2 separate regions of the Mus musculus genome follow, and region 1 is linked to region 2. Evidence: chromatin contacts called from public HiChIP or PLAC-seq data. All regions are on one chromosome and are shown on one strand. The core of a region is the stretch at or near the end of the contact, and the rest is flanking DNA. Distances in the headings are between cores, read along the strand shown. Region 1 holds the start of Csrp2 (cysteine and glycine-rich protein 2). Region 2 overlaps 1700020G17Rik (RIKEN cDNA 1700020G17 gene).

What was found. HiChIP or PLAC-seq counts read pairs in DNA pulled down with a chosen protein or histone mark.
Region 1: an H3K27ac HiChIP or PLAC-seq map of embryonic stem cells shows a contact between it and region 2, with 17 read pairs. The contact joins the promoter of Csrp2 here to the enhancer-like site in region 2. A contact is called at or near these places in 3 of 39 promoter capture datasets (the 3T3-L1 cell line, the C10 cell line and embryonic stem cells), 17 of 484 Hi-C or Micro-C datasets (embryonic heart, embryonic stem cells and uterus), 14 of 115 datasets of contacts at active chromatin or transcription factors (bone marrow-derived macrophages, embryonic stem cells, extraembryonic endoderm stem cells and 3 more) and 4 of 9 other capture datasets (adipose tissue, embryonic stem cells, liver and 1 more).

What each region holds. Positions count from the first base shown.
Region 1 is chr10:110,918,769-110,921,468 of GRCm38.p6, reverse strand. Csrp2 (cysteine and glycine-rich protein 2) reads right to left here and starts at 1,293. Exons shown (of 6, transcript NM_007792.4): 1 at 1,215-1,293.
Region 2 is chr10:110,854,843-110,857,542 of GRCm38.p6, reverse strand. The region is part of intron 2 of 1700020G17Rik (RIKEN cDNA 1700020G17 gene); the gene reads left to right. Among named protein-coding and RNA genes, the nearest start is that of Gm22186, 36 kb to the left of the region's middle. Within about 2 kb of position 1,357, at least 13 of the 459 cell types and tissues checked have an H3K27ac peak or open chromatin away from gene starts, as enhancers often do. A contact at or near this core is called in embryonic stem cells, where this site is marked.

The sequences.
Region 1 (2,700 bases), core at 44-2,543, 64 kb before region 2:
CGAGGTGTGCTCCAACATATTCAAGATAACTAAGCAAACAGTGTTCCAGAGACTCATGGGATGTATACGTCTATGGCAACCTGGCTATAAAAAGTGGGGTCAAACAGCCTTGAGGAGTAATGAAGGAATTATCAGTAACAATTACAAGGCAATGGCAGAGAATAGGGTCCCAAATGTCACTTGTATGCAGTGTTGAGATTGTATGAGTCTCTCTTTTGAAATCTACCGTTTAAATCTTTCTTGAAGAATCTGGGTACAAGAATCACTTCCTTTTTGGATTCTTTGGTTTTATGTAAGTAGAGATTAAGCACGCATTGAAAAAGTCAATAATTTAACTATTTTCGCTGCCCAAGTTAAAAAATTACTACACCCAGCCCCCCCCCCGCCCCGAACTGAAAAGCATTTAATAAAGTAAAAATGTATGCGACTCAAACAAAACAGGTCAAACCAAATATTTACTCAAAAAGTAATCAGGTAAACAAATAAAGTTCAAAGTCCTGGCTTCCAAGGGGGCAGAAGTTTCAAGAGCTCTCCCCTCACCTCACCCCTTACCTCACGGATGCCTATAACTATTATCTAGCTCTGAACCCATACTGTGACTTTTAGGACCTGTTGCAGAATTTCAGAACCAAGCAATGCTGTATCCTTGTTTGTACTTTAAAGGTAGAAAGCACCAGGAAAAGCTAGGAATGTTCAACTAGAATTTCACTATGGTTCCTTCTGTGCCGGGTGGGCAGAGACCACCGAACAAAGGCGATGGCCAGGAGCTCCGTTTCGCCACAGGAGAACTGGAGCTCAGAGGGTATGGAGACGCCCACCACCCCAGAGTACCCACCCAATTCCCGAGAAGGTCGTCAGGGCTGGGCAGACACACCCTTGGGGCACTGGAGCCCCGAAGCCTCTAACCCCTCCTACCCGAAGGGGAGAATCAGCCCTGGGAGGGAGCCTGGGGCTACAAAAAGAGGCATTGGCGGCCACGAGAAACTCCCAGCTCGCCTCTCTCCCAGAGAACAGGATGGAAAATTAAAGGTCACAGGGGATGATTTACCTGCCCCAAGGACATGAGGTCCCAGGGCAGGGATGGTCTGGGGGCGACAGCAGGTGTGCTAGTGGACCCCGCATTGGGGCAGAAGTGAGAGGACGGGTGGAAGCATAGTCAGGAGCAGGGGTGGAGATGACAGGGACCGCGGGGCTGCAGGCTTCCTAGGACTCACCCGAGTGGGAGGAGGGAGCACGCGGCGGGCGGAGCTAACGAGGTCTGACCGAGGAAAGCCGCGGGCGGATCCGGAGACTGGCGGGAGCGCGTGTGCCCGCTTTTAAAGACTTATGTTGGGCGTGGCCTTGTTCGCCACGCCCATCATCGGTCATGCCCCTCGGGGTGTGCGATGGTCTCCGCCCGGCCCGCTGAGCTGGGCTCCCGCTGCGGGTTTCGAGCTCTGGCCCCGAGACAAAAGACCGGAATCCCGCCTCTTCCTGCGGCTTCCCGCGCGTCCGAGTCTCCCACCGTCTCCGGCTGCTCCTACCCGCCGGTCCCGGGACGTCCGGAGCACTCAGGATCGGCCCGGAGCCAGCGAGATCCGGTGTCGCCCCGTGGGATTCCCGCCACCCTTTACTGCACAAACGCCATATGTTAGCCTCCGGGGTGCAGGACTCCCCGGTGCAGGATAGTCTCTGGTCAGAATCCCGGCTTCTGGAATCCGCAGCTTTCCTGTCGCGAAAGAGCTGCATTCCTCATCTAGACTAAACAAATGACGTTATGAAAACACCTCATTCCCCAAGTGTTTTGCTTTCCCCCACCACTCTTTGCTGAGGGGGGAAGAAACCCACAACCCACGCAGAAACCCTGGCGCCAAAAGGCTTCGGGTTTCAGTTTGCAATTGTTTGCAGTTGTCCGAAAAGTCCAGGGATGTCTCGCCGGCGAAGACAGCAGAAAGGACCTAAAATCTGGGCTTGAGGTGACATATTATTGTTCTAGACAAAAAGCAAAATAATGTCATCTCTATCTGGTTTGTATTCTAGGACATTTGGTGATCCACTTCTCTGTCATCAGTAGTGGGTTGCCCTAAGAATTAGTATTTGAAGAGTGGTGACCTCCACGCCGCAATAGGCAGCGACCAAAACTACTCCCCTCTGTCACAAATCGATCACCCCTTTCATCCAGGCGCAACATCATGCTGTTAATAGCCTAGTTCTTTGGTGGGGGTTAGGATGACTTTAACTGATAGATGCCAGTACCCTCGCGTTGCGACAATAAAAAATTTCCCGCTTACGTTGCCAAAGGCCCTGTTAGGGGGGGTAGGAGGAGGCAGAGTTGAGGAAGGCCCCTCCGGTGACAAAGTACAGGCCTGGTTTATGCCTTTTTATGTCGTATGCTGGGCCCAATCCAAAATAAGCTCGTAATTGCAGCCAGATTCTCTGTCCACCAAGGACTGTTGAAAAACAGTGCAAGTAGTGATTGACATCTCCCCCAGATTGCGGCAGGAGTTTGAAAGCATGGGTGCCTGCTGTGAGCTTTTCTAAATACCAGCAATTCTTACATTCACGATTCCGATCTGTTTGCTTTACCTCCGCAGCTTGCTGCACTTCTTACGGGAGGGGCTTCTGGTTTGTTTTCACTGAAGGAAGCAGGGTAGTTCATGTTCCCTTTTTTTCAGCAAGCGATTGTCCTTTTTCTGCTACTCCTGAGGTCCACTAGAGTTT
Region 2 (2,700 bases), core at 108-2,607:
TCTCCCACTAAGGCCAGACAAAGCAGCCCAGCTAGAAGAACATATCCCATGTACAGGCAACAACTTTTGGGATAGCCCCTGCTCCCCGCATGAAGATCAAACTGCACACCAACTACATGAGTAGGTTCAGCCTGTATGTTCTTTGGTTGGTGGTTTAGATTCTGAGAGTCCCAAGGGCCCAGGTTAGTTGACTCTGTTGGTCTCCCTATGGAGTTCCTATCCCCTTTGGGGGTTCATAATCTTTCTTCCTATTTTTCCATAATTGTCCTCAAGTTCCATCCACTGTTTAGCTGTGGGTGTCTCCATCTCTCTGAGTCAGCTGCTGGGTGGAGCCTCTCAGAGGACAACATGCTCCTGTCTGCAAGTATAACCAGAGTATTATTAATAGTGTTAGGGATTACTGCTTGACCATGGGATGGATCTCAAACTGGGCCAGTTATTGGTTGGCCATTCCCTCAGTCTCTGCTCCATCCCCCATACCTGCAGTTACTTATGGACAGGATAAATTTTGGGTTGAAAGATTTGTTTGATGACTCTATAGCTCTACTGCGGTTCCTGTCTAGCTAAAGGGGGTGGCCTCTTCAGGTTCCAAATCCCCATTGTAGTGAGTCACAGCTATGATCACCCCCATTGATTCTTTTGTTGTTGTTGTTATTGTTTTTGTTTTGTTTTCAAGACAGGGTTTCTCTGTGTAGCCTTGGCTTTCCTGGAACTAACTCTGTAGACCAAGCTGGCCTCAAACTCAGAAATCCACCTGTCTCTGTCTCCCAAGTGCTGGGATTAAAGGCATGCGCCACCAATGCCGGCTTTTTCTTTCTTTCTTTTTTTTTTTTTTTTTGTTTTTTGTTTTTTGTTTGTTTGGTCCCCCTTATCCCAAGTCTCTGTCATCCTGAAGATGCCTCCCACCTCCTCACCCCTGTCAGTTGCAGATTTTCATGGCTATCTAGCCATCTCTCCTGTCCTTCCCATAACCTGATCCTAAATCTCCCATCTCTCTTCCCTCCCTATTTCCTCTGTCCATCTGCCTCCTATGACTATTTTATTCCTTCTTCTAAGTGAGATCCTGTTGGGGCCAACCTGCGGCTCTCATGTCTGGGTTCGAGCCTGGGAGGCATCTTGGAACTGAAAGAAAAGAGGGAATCTAGGCGGGTAGAGAGAAATGGAGCCAAGACAGTATTCTGATCAAGACTCAAATTTTTAATGGTGGACACACTTTATAAAGGAGAAGGGAAAGCCCATTCCCTCCAAATCATCCTTGGAGCCCAGCTGCAGATGACCACGTGTAGACTCAGATGTAGACTCTGGAACAGGTAGGCCGACTCCCAGCAGGCGGCAGCAGCAGCAGCAGCAGCAGCAGCAGCAGCAGCTGCGGCAGTGGCTGAACAATAAAATGATCCAGGGAGGCAGGCTCCACCCTAAGTAGTCTCCTTAGTAGCAACAAAATCAAGGTCTGGCTCAGCCTGCTTCAGGCTTGTGGGAGGCTACATCTCCTCCCTGTTATTAATATTAAAAAAAAAAAAGCTGGACTGAGGCATAAAATTTATTTATGCTTTATAGTTCTGCTTGAATTCTTTGGGCCTAGTGAAGAAACCTGTCTCAGTGGGATTCTATAACTTTTCTCATGGTAAAACCTTCTTTGGTTAAGACTGTCCTTACTGTCCTAGTAAACATTCTGCAGACCAGCCCTGAGCTCCTGGCTCAGTCTTTTGTAATGTTTAATTAGTTACTGAATAGGTAACTTCCTTACTGAATTCCTACTGAATTCCAAGTTGTCTGCTTCAAGGTCTTTCTAGGACATTGGAACACTGGCAAAGGCTAAACTATATCAGAATTCAATCTTAAAAGGCACTTATAATAAGATAATACTAAAGGAGTAATAAGATAATACTAAAGGAGAGCACGTGGATCCATACACCAGACTAACGCAGGGATAGGGTAAGAATGTATGGGTTATGAGATCACCAAAGTTCCAGGAGGTGAGTTTCTGTGAAACTCTTTGCCTCGTAGCCTGCCAAGCAAACTTCACTGGAGTGTGCATAGCATTCTCCCATTTTTATATTTTTGCCGAAGTTCCAGAATGTCCCACCTCATCGTAGCTATAGATCTTAGGAGTGCTCTAAAGATAAGTGGAAACACAATGATTTACTAATAAATTAGTGTCAATAATAATACTGAACCCAATCCAGGGGATTCAATGTACTAGGTTATCTTTAAATCTCTGGCCAATTCATCAATGTTCCAAGTGTCCAAGTGACTATTGCTAATATCTGAAATTTCTACCTTTCTAGCCTTAATATATGTTATGTCCTGCCCTATTGTTAAGACTACTACTTCTAAGACATTAACCTTTGCCTCCAATTCTTTATCTGGCTCTGTGGTGTACTATCAATAAACCACGGCCTCTTGGCATGTACCTCTGTCTAGATTGATATGATTTTGAGATTTGGGTGCCTGTCTAGACTGTCTGGCCCTCATAGCAAACCTTAATCCCAAATCAGACTAAAAGCCACAATATGTAATAGAATTCTTCTTGAATGAAGTTTAGAAACTGTCACCTGGAGGCAGGGATGCACGCCTGTTGCAGTCAGGCTGAAGGGCATTGACTGACATGCTTGAAAAACAAAGTCCAGACAGTGAAAGGCACAGTACAAAAGCTTCTTTTGGGGAAGTCCATGTACTCCATTCTATTGCAAATTAGTG